Regions from separate parts of the Mus musculus genome. Here all the other regions are linked to region 2. A link is a contact called in public promoter capture Hi-C data. All regions are on one chromosome and are shown on one strand. Each heading gives the region's core, a stretch centred on a gene start, on an enhancer-like site or on the middle of the called end of the contact. The rest is flanking DNA. Distances are from core to core; before and after follow the strand shown. Region 1 has its middle 15 kb from the start of D330022H12Rik. Region 2 holds the start of Mgrn1 (mahogunin, ring finger 1). Region 3 overlaps Sec14l5 (SEC14-like lipid binding 5).

What was found. Promoter capture Hi-C pulls out the DNA fragments that hold promoters and counts their contacts.
Region 1: a promoter capture Hi-C map of neutrophils shows a contact between it and region 2, with 2.4 times the contacts expected there. The contact joins the enhancer-like site here to the promoter of Mgrn1 in region 2. A contact is called at or near these places in 10 of 39 promoter capture datasets (the C10 cell line, the HPC-7 cell line, cranial neural crest and 7 more), 8 of 484 Hi-C or Micro-C datasets (CD4 T cells, LSK cells, double positive thymocytes and 2 more), 7 of 115 datasets of contacts at active chromatin or transcription factors (bone marrow-derived macrophages, effector CD8 T cells, embryonic stem cells and 4 more) and 3 of 9 other capture datasets (adipose tissue, liver and pancreatic islet).
Region 3: a contact with region 2 is called in a promoter capture Hi-C map of liver, with 2.8 times the contacts expected there. The contact joins the enhancer-like site here to the promoter of Mgrn1 in region 2. A contact is called at or near these places in 3 of 39 promoter capture datasets (embryonic stem cells, liver and pre-B cells) and 1 of 115 datasets of contacts at active chromatin or transcription factors (stem cell-derived neural progenitor cells).

What each region holds. Positions count from the first base shown.
Region 1 is chr16:4,576,650-4,581,077 of GRCm38.p6, reverse strand. No RefSeq gene overlaps it. Among named protein-coding and RNA genes, the nearest start is that of D330022H12Rik, 15 kb to the left of the region's middle. Within about 2 kb of position 2,222, at least 19 of the 459 cell types and tissues checked have an H3K27ac peak or open chromatin away from gene starts, as enhancers often do. A contact at or near this core is called in the HPC-7 cell line, neutrophils and trophoblast stem cells, where this site is marked.
Region 2 is chr16:4,882,803-4,887,906 of GRCm38.p6, reverse strand. It overlaps Mgrn1 (mahogunin, ring finger 1), which reads right to left and starts at 1,807. Exons shown (of 17, transcript NM_029657.4): 1 at 1,434-1,807. The coding sequence starts at 1,521.
Region 3 is chr16:5,183,196-5,188,263 of GRCm38.p6, reverse strand. Sec14l5 (SEC14-like lipid binding 5) reads right to left here. Exons shown (of 16, transcript NM_001127725.1): 16 at 4,330-4,625. The coding sequence ends at 4,514. Among named protein-coding and RNA genes, the nearest start is that of Nagpa, 18 kb to the left of the region's middle. Within about 2 kb of position 3,468, at least 12 of the 459 cell types and tissues checked have an H3K27ac peak or open chromatin away from gene starts, as enhancers often do. A contact at or near this core is called in liver, where this site is marked.

The DNA.
Region 1 (4,428 bases), core at 973-3,472, 310 kb after region 2:
CCCTCTCCTGGTGCCTTTGCCCAAAGAGTTCTATCATGCCCCCCTCTCCCCTTACCACTTTGTCATCTGTCTCTGTCGCCTTCTTCCTTCTGTAGCTTTTTTCCACCCTTGGAATTCTTTTCTGTTTACGAACTTGATTTTTTTCTGACTCTCTTGCTCCAGAGCTCCATGAAATCAGAAAGTCAGAGGCTTATCTTTACCTTGTTTGCCACACAATAGGTGCTCAATTAGTATGTGCTAACTAAATCTTTATTTTTTTTTTTTTATTTTTTGTTTTTTGTTTTTTTTTTTTGGTTTTTCGAGACAGGGTTTCTCTGTATAGCCCTGGCTTTCCTGGAACTCACTTTGTAGACCAGGCTGGCCTTGAACTCAGAAGTCTGCCTGCCTCTGCCTACTCCCGGAGTGCGCCACCACGCCTGGCAGCTAACTAAATCTTTAAGCTCCAATGTGCCAGGGTGGTGGGATAGGGTGGGAGATGGCAGGGAGGGAACTCTCCCCTCTCAGAGGAGAAGGGGGTCAGGGAGGACTGTAAGGAAGATCTGGAGCAGGGAGCAGTGATCAGGATGTGAAGTGAATAAATAAATAAATAAATAAATAAATAAATAAATAAGAAAGAAAATCTTCAAGCAGGCTGGAGACAGCTTAGCGCTTAAGAATACTGGCTGCTTACAGAAGTGGATGCTCACAGTCAGCTATTGGATGGAACACAGGGCCCCCAATGGAGAAGCTAGAGAAAGCACCCAAGGAGCCAAAGGGGTCTGCAACCCAATAGGTGGAACAAAAATATGAACTAACCAGTACCCCCAGAGCTCGTGTCTCTAGCTGCATATGTAGCAGAAGATGGCCTAGTTGGCCATCATTGGGAAGAGAGGCCCCTTGGTATTGCAAACTTTATATGCCCCAATACAGGGGAATGCCAGGGCCAAGAAGTGGTAGTGGGTGTGTAGGGGAGCAGGGCGGAGCGAGGGTATAGGGAACTTTCAGGATAGCATTTGAAATGTATATAAAGAAAATATCGGGGGTGACAAGATGGCTCAGCGGCTAAGAGCACTGACTGCTCTTCTGAAGGTCCTGAGTTCAAAACCCAGCAACCACATGGTGGCTCACAACCATCCATAATGAGATCTGATGCCCTCTTCTGGTGTGTCTGAAGACAGCTACAGTGTACTTACGTATAACAATAAATAAATCTAAAAAAAAAAAAAAGTTTAAGAACTACATGGTCAAAAACACACACACACAAAAATCTAAAAAGAAATAAATAAAAAAGAAATATTCAGACAACTAGATAAAGATATCAGAATTTTACTAAAAAAAAAGAGAGAGAGAGAGAGAGAGAGAATACTGGCTGCTCGCCAGGCGGGTGTGGTGGCGCACACCTTTAATCCCAGCACTCGGGAGGCAGAGGCAGGCGGATTTCTGAGTTCGAGGCCAGCCTGGTCTACAGAGTGAGTTCCAGGACAGCCAAGGCTACACAGAGAAACCCTGTCTCAAAAAAAAAAAAAAAAAAAAAAAAAAAAAAAACAACAAACAAACAAAAAGAATACTGGCTGCTCTTTCAGAGGTCTGGAGTTCAATTCCCAGCAACCACATGGTAGCTCAGAAGTGTCTATAATGGGATCTGATGTCCTCTTCTGATGTGTGTGAAGACAGCTACAGGGTACTCACATACATAAATAAATCTTAAACAAACAAACAACCTTCAAGCTCACCTATATTGATGATGTGGAAAGCCAGTCATTCAAGAAGCTCGTGGAGTCTCCAGCACCAGTGGTTTTCTGTATGTTCAGTGGCAGAGGAATGTCTCTGGGAAGGAAACTCAAAGCTTAGTCTGGCAGATAAGAGGAGGCAAAAAGAAGGAGATTGAGGCTGCAGATAGCAGAGGAAGACTGAAGCCCCAGGCTGCCTCGGGTGTGTCCCTGCCTTTGCACCTTTGGAAAGTGACTGATTCCGTCTGGAGGGAGACCTCTGCTGCTGGCCACTGCCTTGGACCTGACCTGGAAGCTGAATCCCTGGAGGACAAAGCATTTCTACTACGCATGTAAGCTGGGAAGGTCAACAGAGGGGCTGGGAGAGAGATAAGACCTAGCTCTTCTCCTTGTCCCAAGCCCTAAACTACTATTAGAATCTCCACCGGGAGCTTAGGGACAGGACAGGTTAAGTCTGAGTTAAAAGCACCGTTACCTACGGGAACTGCGATTGCAAGAGCCAAAAAAGGAGCAGCTTCCTCATTTGCTTTGATCTCAAACCAGTACTTCCAAAGGGGAGGCCGTGAAATCACAGGGCTGCAGCTTCCGGTGGCTTCTAGCAAGACCCCAGGCTGGACTCTTCTTAGCTTGAGTCAGCTCCTAACTCATCCCTGAGGAGGTCTCCAAGCAGGTGATTAGACTGCTGTGGGGGAATCAGAAGCTCACACCGACACAAAAGCTTTATTGCTACAAGAAATTGTGAGTAGGGGCCTTCCTGAGTGGCGCTCAGCTCTGCTGGCTGTGGCCGTGGGACTGGCTATAGGAGCTTGTACGCAGCACTGTGCCCAACTGTGCGCTTTTATCCACCAGGGCCATACCTTCAGCTTAGTCTCCACCTTAAGCAATTCACTGTCTTCATCTGCGGCATTTCCTGGGGTTCCCTTCAGGACTGAATGAGATAGTGCATCCAGATCTCTTGGCATTTGCCTGGCCAGAGGACACACAGTGAAAAGGACCATGTCTCTCTCTGACTTACGTTGTGGCCGTGTATAATCTACAAAGGTGTTCTCCCAAGTGGTGGCCCTCTTTCCCTTATTTTATTATTTTTTTCTAATGTGAATGGTGTTCTATCTTTGTGCAGATGTGAATGCATATGTCTTTGTACCACATGTGTGCCTACTGTCCTAGGAAGACAGGTGTTGGATCCCCTGGAGTTACAAAAGATTGTAAGCTGCCATGTGAGTGAACCCACGTCTTCTGAGGAGCAGCCAGTGCTTTTAACTGCAGAGCCAGCTCTCTAGCCCCTATGTTTGTTTGTTTTTTTCCCTAAGATTTTATTTTTTAAAAAACTACGTGAATGGGGCAGGGGTGAATTTGTGAGTGTGTGCTTACATGTGTAAGTGCAGGTGCCCAAAAGAGGCCAGAGGAGAATATCAGATCTCCTGGAGCTGGAGTTGCAAGCAATTGTAAGTTGCTTAATGTGGGTGCTGGGAACTGAACTAGGGTCCTCTGCAGGAGCAGCAGGTGCTCTCTCTCTCTCTCTCTCTCTCTCTCACACACACACACACACACACACACACACAGATTTATTTATGTATTCATCATTGCTCTCTTCAGACATACCAGAAGAGGGCATCAGACTCCATTACAGATGGTTGTGAGTCACTATGTGAATTGAACTCAGGACCTTCAGAAGAGCAGTCAGTGCTCTTAACCACGAAGCCATCTCTCCAGCCCACAGCAAGCTCTTAACCACTGAACCATCTTTCTAGCTCCTACTGTTTTGCTTTGTTTTTTGCTTTGTTTTGTTTTGTTTTCAATAGTGGGCATTGAACCTAGGGTCTTGTGCCTTACAGACAGGCCCTCTATCACTGAGCTGTATTCCCATCAGTGTCCCCCATCCTTTTAAGTTAAGACAGGGTTTCATTTAGCCCAGGTTAGCATCAAACTCATTATACAGCGACGAGAAGTGAAGCCAGGAGGATCAGAAGTTCAAGGTTGCCTGGGGTGACAGGTGTGTGCTCTCATACCCAGTTCATGTAGTGTTCAGGATCAGCCCCAGAGCTTCATGCTTGCTATGCAACCGTTTTACCAACTGAGCTGTATCTCCAGATGCCACCCAGGCCTCTTTTTACTTTTTATTCTGAAGCAAGGCTTCAGTCAGTTACCTAGGCTGGTCTTGAACTTGGGATCCTTATGCTTCAGCTGGGCTGTCAGATGGCGTGCACCAGCAGGCCCACCCAGCTCAGCTTCCCTTTTGCTACTCCAAGAGCTTTGTAAGGTCTGATTCCCCAGCAGAGGGCTGCCGGGCTGCACAGGAAAGCTGATGGAAACAGTGGGCAGGAAGTGGGCAGGAGGAAAGCAGATCAGTCCCAGCAAGTGTGCTTCAGCTGCAGGGCTGGAAGGCTTGACCTGGCCCTGAGATGTCCCCTTCCAGGCTGCCCCTGGGAACTCCCTAGGCTCTACCTGAGGTTGGAGGAGGGGCTGGTAATCTTCTAAGGAGCTTCTACATCAGATGCATGTGTGGTCATTTAATAGTGGAAGGTTGGGGTTGGAAAGATGGCTCAGTGGCTAAGAGTCCTGGCTGCTCTTCCAAGGGTCCTGAGTTCAATTCCCAGCAACTACATGGTGGCTCACAACCATCTGTAACAAAATCTGATGCCCTCTTCTGGGGTGTCTGAGGACAGCTACAGTGTACTTACATATAATAAATAAATAAATCTTTAAAAAAAAATAGAGC
Region 2 (5,104 bases), core at 558-3,057:
CTCCCTACACTGACATGTGATTCCATCCCATTCACTGAAAAGTGTCACTAAATAGTGCCAGTTTCCTGTTCTTTCATCCTGGGAGTTCCCAGATCTTCACACTAACAGAATACTATCTCAAACTTGAGTGGGCATCAAACACACCAAAGAAAATTAGCTTAAAATGCAGATCCCTAGGGCAAAGAAAGTCTAGAAGCACAGCCCGAAACATTTAATAAGCTGTCCAACTAATGGGGGCAGACTCTTCTCAGCCACACAGGAAATCTGGCCGGCTTGGTCTGAAAACACCTCAGGACCAAACATCACATTCAACACTTAGAACCGGATCTAAAGGCCCAGCGTTCTACCCCGCCAAGAAGTTGTGTAGAAGTAAATGTAGCTGACAAGGCACCAGGCATTGCTGTGTGTAGCAGGACACACCTGTAGTCTCAGCACCAGAAGCCTAAGGCTGGAGAACTGAGTACCAGGCCAGCCAGAGCTATATAACAGGACTTTTGTCTTAGAAAAAGGCCTGGTCTAAGAATGTGACTAAGTTAATATAATGCTTGACTACCATGCACAGTGCGCTGAGTTCAAGTCTCCAGCACCTCATAAAACAGGGCAAAGTGCACATTTCAAATCTCAACACTGGGAGGGTAGAGGCAGGAGGACCAGTGTTTGCTCAATGTCACTCTCATAAGGAGTTGGAGCCATGCTGGGCTACATGACATACTGTCCTTATTTTAAACACATACACAGAGAGAGAGAGAGAGAGAGAGAGACAGACAGAGAGAGAGAGAGAGAGAGAGAGAGAGAGAGAGAGAGCAGAGACTATGAATGAGAATAGGAGCAAGGCTCCTCTGGGATCCCACATCTGATATCTGATGCTGGTTCCAACTCTGCCCCCATCCAGCTCCCATAATCTACCAGTGAGTCTGCCCTGAATGAGAGGGAAAGGTCAGTAGTTCTCTCTAACCATTCAAACCATTATCCTGTCCTCCAATGGAACCCAGCACCTCCCTATCGATCACCTCCCTAGGTCAAACACCAGTGTCCCTCACTCGCACGGGAAGAGGAAAGCCTGGGTCCAAATCCTAATGAGTTGTCACAATCCAGGGCCGGTCTTCATGCCTCCAAAGCCGGCACCACCGGGTCGGTGGTGAGGGTGTCCTCACTACCAATGCAGTCTGATCCCAGAGATGCCAAGTATCGGTGCATACACAAAGTGAGTGGCCCAAGGTCACCAGTTAAAAAGAGGCCGCGCAAGGTGCGTCTGCGGCCAGCAGGGCTAGCCAGGGCCGCAGCCACGCCTCAAACTCCACAGGTACCGGGAAGGGGCACAGGAGGAGGGTCCGCGACAGGGCAGGGCGCTCGCGCGTCTGATCCCCGGGCCTCCTGGAGTCCCCAGTCCCCGTTCCAGCCCCCTTCCGCGGTCCGCGTCCTCGGAAGCTCACCGGACTTCGGAGGGTAGCGATAGGCCGAGTTGGCCTGTATGTCGATGTCCTCTACGCCCGCGATGCGGCGACTCAGGATGGAGCCCATGGTGCGCGTTTCTACCGGCCAGCCGGAGAGGAGAGGTTGTCGGCTGCGGCGTCCTCACACGGACATGGCCCAAAACAGGCCGCACCAACGCGTACCCACCGCCGCCACCGCCGCCGCCGCCGCGGCACCTCTCCACAGCCCCCGCCCCCGGCCGCCCCGGCCTAGGCCCGGCGCCCCGCCCCCGCCCCCGCCCCGCAGTTCCAGGGGAAATGGAGTCCAGGCCAGGCAGCCAATGCGCCTGCGTACTACGCTTCCCAAGCTTGCCACCACCACCACCACCACCACCACCACCACCACCACCTCTCACGTGAGTAGCCACAGTGGGTCGAACCAAGAGGCTCCGGCTAAGGGGGTTATCTCCTTCACACGACGCTAACCTCGGCTGCCCAGCTGGATACTGAAACCGGAATGCCTCAGTCCCTTCATCTTCTGTCTACATTTAGACACCCTCAGAATTTCGAGCGTCTCCCATGTAAACCAAGTCTGAAAATGTCGACAATTCTACAGTAGCTCTCCCCCACTTCCCGAGGTTCTTCTCCCATCCTCAGCCGCAAAGGGAATACCTTTAACCAGAGGACAACTGGGTAACCACCAAGCCTTGGAGCCTTGGTCAAGAAGTCAAAACATTAAAAAATAAATAAATAAATAAAAAGCCGGGCTTGGTAGCGCACGCCTTTAATCCCAGCAGAGGCAGAGGCAGGCGGATTTCTGAGTTCGAGGCCAGCCTGGTCTACAGAGTGAGTTCCAGGACAGCTAGGGCTACACAGAAACATTTACAATGGACACGGAATTTTCAGAAGACAGATTTCTCCCCCTTTGACACATAGGGAAACTGAGGCACAAAGCAGGGCAGACGGCAAATAATATGCTAAAAGCAAGTTCAGAAAAATCAGGATACGGATTGCAACATTAATTTACAAGCTATGCCCTGGCTTCTCTCACACACACGCACGCGCGCACACACGCACTGCTTTGAGGATGCCAGGGTATGTTTTTATGATTCTCAGAGGAGTTGAGTTTCTTAGAAGTGCCTCCCATCTTGAACCTGCTGTTCCAGGAGAGCAGCTAGGGAGACCAGCAGGTAGTGAAGTATCAGGTGGTGACTTCACCATAGTTCAAACTATACTAAACCTGAATGCAAAGTCCTTGAAGATCCTCCCCCTGTCCCTTGTAGATAAGGTGACAAGCATAGGCCTTAAGTGAAGACCTCAAGTGAGCAAAAAAATACCCTCGCGCGGTGGGTGTGCCTCGGTGCGGCCTGGTCTGGGCCATGTCTGTCGTCACCCCAACCTCTTCTGCTGGCCAGCAGAAATGTGCATCATGGGCTCCATCCTGAGTTGCTGCATCGTAGGTACGGAGGACATCAATTTTCAGGCCAACTTGGCCTATTGCTATCCTCCAAAGTCCGGTGAAGGAAGAGAGAAAATATCAAGAATTGATAGGCTGAAGCCTGGCGTGGTGGCGCACGTCTTTACTCGGGAGGCAGAGGCAGGCGGATTTCTGAGTTCGAGGACAGCCTGGTCTACAAAGTGAGCTCCAGGACAGCCCGGGCTATACAGAGAAACCCTGTCTCGAAAAAACAAAACAAAAAGAATTGATAGGCTGAAAGCTGTGTGAGGAGGTGGCCAAAATGGCTGAATGATGGAATAATATATGTAATTGAATATAATAATATTCAAACCATAAAGGGCTAGTGCCACTCACCAGAGACAAGACTTCCCTCGAGACCATGTTGTTGAGACCTAGTTGGGACCCTCCAGGACACCAGAGGTCCTCCAAAGTTCAACTAAGGAGCAGCAGAGGGCAGCCAAGAAGTTAGATGAGAAGCTACATTTCCTGGCTGGAAACTCTTTCCTCTTACACTGGAAGCAGAGATTCACAGTCTAAGGCATAATCTGTCTGCACCGCCCGCCATCCACCTCCACTGTGCCTCCCACCCAGGCACCCTCCTCCATCCCTGAAGAGTCGAGCTTTTGGCTCTTCTTTGGCTAATGCTACCCTAGAGTAGCTGTGTAAGAGATCTCTGAATTTCTTCAAACTCAAAATAGCACAATGGACCAGTTGAGAACAAAAGCCATAATCTCTTCATAAACATATTTAGAATCATAAGACAGCACACACTAATGACTATTATGAAGATGTGCCTAGACTAATGGAAGCAAGGCCTGATTATGGAGTTGCACAAAGGATGCAATTTCAATACATCTAGCTCACAAGCTGTGCCTGAAGGAGAGACATCTTCTTGAACCCTGCATTTAAGAGAGTCACTGGAAACAACATAGCTTCAGCCTTCCACCATCCTCTCTGTGACCACAGCACACATTGCAACCAACTTAAGCTGCAGAGGAACCATGACTGCCTGGCTCAAGTGTGTCAGCCACCACAAAGCTGCATAGCAACATACTCTTGACAGGCAACTTGTCTGATACATGGGAGAAGTGAATCCACGGACAATTTGGGTCAGAGCTTGCATTTGCAACTGTACCAGGATATCTCAATCAGAATTTCAATTTCACCAAGAATCTGGAAAGCTAAAATGAAATGACCCATATGTCACTAGGAAGAGTTCAGGTGTTTGATGTAGCCTGAGCATATCTATCCTAAAGATCTACATTGGCGAAACACTCCTCGCATCCCCCATAATGCCTGTCTGTAGCTCAGGCTGGTCTCTAACTCATAATTCTAAGTGCTGAGTGTAAGTATGTACAACCACACCCACCTTAGGACCAAACACTTTTCATATGCTGTCATCTTGCCTGAGGGATCTATGCATATTCTCTTACTTAGTACTCTGGTGTTCCATTTTCTTTTTTTTTTTTTTTTTTGGTTTTTCGAGACAGGGTTTCTCTGTGTAGCCCTGGCTGTCCTGGAACTCACTCTGTAGACCAGGCTGGCCTCGAACTCAGAAATCCACCTGCCTCTGCCTCTCAAGTGCTGGGATTAAAGGCGTGTGCCACCACGCCCGGCCATTTTCTATTTTCATCCCCAATTTATACAAGAGGAGACATAAAAGTAAAGTGCCCCTACTCCAGTCACACAGTTGATAGATGGTGTGATAGCTAGTGCTAATTGTCAATCTAATAGGTCCTGCTCTCTTAGGCATGCTTGTGGGGACTGTCTTGTCTTCATTGATGTAGAAAGACACATCTTAACTGTGCTGAGTGGCAGCATTCCTTAAACGGGACCCAGGACAGCATAAAATAGGGATGCCTGGGCCACTGAGAGCACACCAGGTAAAGGTGCTTGCCACTGAACCTGCATCTGATCCCTAGAACCAGATGGTAGAAGGCAATTGACTCCACCCTTACACCATAGCATTCACACACCCACATAAACACACAGTAAATAAATATAAAACAAAATATAAAATAAGTTGGAGCGTTGATCCTATTTTCCTGATTTTGGATGCCATGTGACTAGCTGCTTCAGCTCCCACCACCTTGACTACTCTGCCACAGCAGACGGTACCCTGTAACTGTGAGGTGGGAAAAACTTTTCCTACCTTAAATATGTTGAACTCTTTGATCAATGAGCTAAAGATATCTGAACCTGGTATAGTCTTTAAAAATCAAAAAAGAAAAGT
Region 3 (5,068 bases), core at 2,219-4,718, 300 kb before region 2:
CTGTCCTTCCACAGGATAGCTACCCCCACCCCCACACTCTGCACACCATAAACTCCACACAGTAACCAGCACCCCGCTTAGCCCTGCCTGAGGGGACAACGTGGAGCCTTGGGCTCTTTCTGAGGCAGAAAGATCAGCTGTGGCTCGGCCCTCAGAAAAAACAGCTGGGAAATTCTCAAGTTTGGGTTTTGTTTGTGATGTTGTTTGTGGTATTGTTTGTGGTGTGTGTGTGTGTGTGTGTGTGTGTATAACAGGGTCTCGAATTGCAGCCCAAGCTGGCCTGGAATTCACTACACAGACCAGACTGCCTTCAAAAGCATGGTTATTCTCCTGTCTCGACCTCCCAATAAGGGGATTCTGTGCAGCTCGAGCATGACAAACATGGCTCCGGCAGGTCTTGCCCTTCTCCCCCATTCCCTCTGCCTTACTAAAGTGTTAGATTGTATTCCTAAAGCTAGCCACCAAGGTCCATTTCCTTACTTGGCCACTTTCTCCTCCTGACTCTGACTACCAAGGCCCAGCTATCAAAGTATTGAAGTCCAGCAATCAAAAGTCCCCTTTGACTGTCCTAATTAACATGCCCAATTAAAATTAAACACCTTATCCTAACATGGGGTTTCCCATCTTACCTTTATAAGCCACCATTTTCTATGGGCTACACCTGTCTCCTCTCTACCCAGAGGCGGTCCTCTGTCTTCACAGGACAAACACCCCTTCCCTCTTCCTTGCCCCCCTTTCCTCTCCTTTGTTCCCTTTCCTCATTTTCTATCTCCTGCCTTTGTCCCTTATCCCTGCCCCATGTCCCTCTGGGGCAATCGATCTCCTTAGTGCTGAGAACTTGGCCTTGGGGTGTCTTGAACTGGCTTGTGAGGTCCCCTACACCAAAGAGCTGGGATTACAGCTGTGCCCTACCACATCTGGCTACTGCTGAGAAACTCTGAAACTAGCCCAGGACAGCCAGGGGGTTCTAGGAAGTTGACAGCAGACAGATATTCAAATGTAAAGCGTTTAATGCTTCTGTCAGATCTCAAGATTAAGCAGCACCTGTTCTCCAGCTCAGTGAAAAGAACAACGTGGTTCTTCCCGAATGAATAGTTTTTCAGAGTTAAGAGAAATGTCCGGGATTCCAGGGCAGAAAAGCACTCAATTCAAACGCCCCTGATTCCAGCAGTGCTCCCCTGAGTGCTTTCTGTATGTGGAGGCCTTTCCAGCCACATTCTTCTTTGTCCCACAGTCACCTGGTGAGGTAGGCACTGCTGACCCCATTTTACAGATGAGGAAGTTGGAGCACAGAGAAGTCAAGTCACCTGCACGAGGTTTCACAGCTAGTGAAAGAAAGGCTGGGGTTTCAAGGATATAGACATATTGCTCTAGGATCTGGCCACAGTGGACAAATGAACAGAATGAAGAAAGAAACCCACACCACACACCTCTCTGCCCTGGGGTGTGGGGAAAGGAAAGGCCGTGGACAGCTTGGCAGGCCCTTCTATGGGATATTTTGTGCACGTGTGTGGTATAGTGTGAAGGCCATGTGTTGGGTGTCTTCATTTGCTCTCCACTTTACTTTTTTGAGACAGGGTCTCTCACTGAACGTGGAGCTTACCAGTTCAACTACGCTGGTCAGTGAGCTCCAGGTATCCTCCTGCCTCCACCCAGCACTGAGACTACAGGTGTGCATCTCTGCATCTGGCTTTTTACATGGCTGCTGGGGATCCAAACTCGGGATATCATGCTTGTACCACGGCCATTTTACCACCTGATTCATCTTCCCGGCACCCTTGGGCTATTTTTAGTTGCTGGCTTTCCCCAGTGCCAACGTAGGAGGGCACAGTGGATGCCTCCACAGCCATCTGTTCCTGTTACAACCCAGGCCTCTTCAAGAGGACTTCCTATTTACCAGACCTTGCTGGTCCAGTAGTGCTACGTGTGACCTGAGCCGGGCCAGTCAGAATGTTTTAGGAGATTGTAGTTAGGGGCATCTTTCTCTTAGACTCTGTGACTCGGAGTAGTTTTGAAGCTGCCATCAGCAGCCTCTCAGCAGGGAGAGGGTGTGAGGCAAGTGTGCAAAGAGATGTTGAGTCAAGAGGCCTGAGGTCAGCTGGGAACCCTGCTGGGCCAGCCATACCTGCAGCAAGACCCCTTTCTGCCACCCCAAACAAAGGACCAAGGAATTCCCCTTGATCAAATGGTTTTAGCTGGGGGTGGAGAGAGAGGAAGAGACCTTCAGGGCCCTGTTACACTCTGTTTGTCACAGTGTCTGCAGGGTAAATGTGCAAAGGCTGCCAGACAGCTTCTCCCCTGAGCGTTTCTCAGAGTCAAGCTTTGGTTGGAGAGTCAGGTTAGCAGTGCAGTTAAAGGTCACTGAGACGGACTCGGATTGAGGCGGGGTGGGAGAATGCTCGCCCAGCATGAGCGCAGCCAGCTTGTGCTAGATACACTGGCACACACCAGCAGCCTCTAAATCTGAGAGGCAGAAGCAGAAGGATCAGGAGCTTAAGGTCGTCCTTAGCCTTGCATAGAGTTCAAGATCAGGACACAGGAAACCATGTCACAAACAAAACAAAACAAAAACAATCACCACAGAAATGGACCGTGCAGTGGCTCGGTGGTAGTGATTGATTGCCCAGCATGACCAAGGCCTGGATCTGAGTCTCTGTGCAACAACAGCAAATAATTAATAATAGTAGTAGTAATAACAATAATAATAATAAAGGTCATTGAAAATATCACTAATTGCTGCTCGTGGTGATTTGGAGACAACTGGTTTTCAATGTCTCTCTAGAGGACACACACACACACACACACACAGACACACACACACACACACACACACACACACGTGTTCCATTGCTTTTCCTGAAGAGCAGAACAGGGCAGAATTCTGACCACGATTCCCATCACTGGGAGGCACTCCTGCTGCTCTTGACTTGGGGTTGCTGACAACATGAAGTCCATGCTTGCTCACTGGGCCCCACAGCCAGAAACCACCCCTCTCAGCCTGCTGACCTGCAGAAATGATCCCAACTCTATGCCGGGCTGACAGAGAAGAGCAGATGGTGGCGCTTCTGGGCCAGGCTGGAGCTGTGGACAAAGCTTCAGTCGGGCAGAAACCCAGGACAGCGGTGTGGCTCAGTGCTGGTTGGCAGGGGTGGAAACTAGTGTGGGCTAAGGAAAACCAGAAATCCTGATTTCTACATGCTATGCCTCAATCCTAATTTCTACATGGTAAGCCACTCTCTAGGCAAAACGCCAAAGAAAGACTGAGACTGGCCAAAAGTCAACAACAAACAGTGACCACCTTCTGTGGATCCAGGAAATAAAAAGAGAGAAGTCTTGGTCTCCAGGAAGGCCCACTACTCCCCCTTGGAGCGTTTGGGAAAGTCATATCAGTCTTGGAGAAAGTCCCTGAGTCAGATCAGTTCCAGGATAGAGATGCCACCTCCACCCCAAGGGGATCCCCTGCACCAGGCTGAGACTCTGACTCCAATCACGCCTGAACTAAGTTCTCCTGGACTGAGCAGGAATGCCTAACACTCAGAGAGAAGGGTTTTCAGTTCAAAACAAAACAAAACAAAACAAAAAACAGAAAGAAAGCTTAAGGGAGCAGCCCCCCAGGAGGAGACCTCTGGAAGGAGACAAGAATGGCTGGAGTCACCCCATCACCCCATCATTGCCTGGAACTAGGCAGAAGCCCTGGGCTTCCCTATGTTCCTCAAGTCAGGGGTGGTTAAGGCTAAGCGCTCTACAGAGGGGGAAACAGAACTACAGCCACGGGAGGCTGTTTCCTGCAGGAAACAGAGCCCTGCCTCCCATCACAGCTTCTTAGACAGTGCTCAGTCACAAACAGCTGAATAATAAGCTCTAAGGTGACCATCGACCCAGTCACCCACCCGCCAGTAGTCCTTCAGCTGGCCTTGCCCTTTCCAGAGCACGTGATTGGCCTGAGAAATGTCCTGTCATCCAAGCTGGCCAAATCACGGCGATTGATCCAGATTAGACATCTGACCCTGCTGGCAACATGTGCTCCTTCACTCTCCCTGCAACTGTGATTGTTCAGCATGGACCCAGGCCCCCGCAGGCTAAGGAGAGCTTCCTAGTGGCCTGGGACTTGGGGAAGAGACATTCCCTTGCGCACTTTCCTGGCACCAAACAGTGATGACCCCACAGTAGAACACGCCTCCCTGAGGAGGGAGTCACAGCAAATGGTGAGAGGGCACCCAGCCCTGGTCCCATCCTAGACTCCAGATCCAGGGGACAAGAGGTAGAACATCCGGAAGTCTCGGCTTTTAAAAGAAAGTCAGAAGTAAAGGGTCTGTCTGTCTTTGTCTCCTCAAGAGCCGTGAAGCGAAGCTCCCTCTGCACTCTGGGTCCCTGCCGTGGGATCACCACACCCCAGCTGTGGCACCGCGCCATCTGCATCCAACAGGGTCCCAGGTGTCTAGATGGGCTTCGTTCTCATTCTCAACGCCACCTGATGCCAGAAGCTCGCAGGCTGCCAGCAGGTCCCCAGCAGTTATCTGGACACCATCGAGCCACTGTGGGACTGGCCAGAGGAGGAAGAGGAGGTGGTGGCGCTGAGCTGAGAGAAGCGGCTGGCACAGGATTCCAGGCTGGACATGGAGCCCCTGGGGAGCAAGCATGTGTACACCTTAAGTTATCTTCCTGGCAAAAGCTGTTAGTGCTGCAAACGAGGCCCCAGGGCTCCTTCCTCAAGGCTGCTAACCTCCACCGGGGCTAACCATTGCGGAGGGAAAAGCCAGTGACGCCATAGGGAGCGAAGATGAGCTACCCAATCTCCCAAAGCCCAGCTGGTCCCGCAGCTGTCAGGAGCTGCCCTGACTGGCATGGAGCAGAAAACCCACCACCTGGAATTGTCTGTTCTGGGCTCTTCCTCTCTGGTCTCCTTCAGTCAAAATGAAGTGTAGCGACACAAGGCTTCAAGCCCAGCACTCAAGAGGTAGAAGCAGGGGCATTGTGAGTTCCAGACCAGCCTGGGCTACCAGGATGCACCTTCTGTCTCATTAACCCCATTCCAAGTGTCAGATCAGAGCTGGCCTGAGGAACTTTC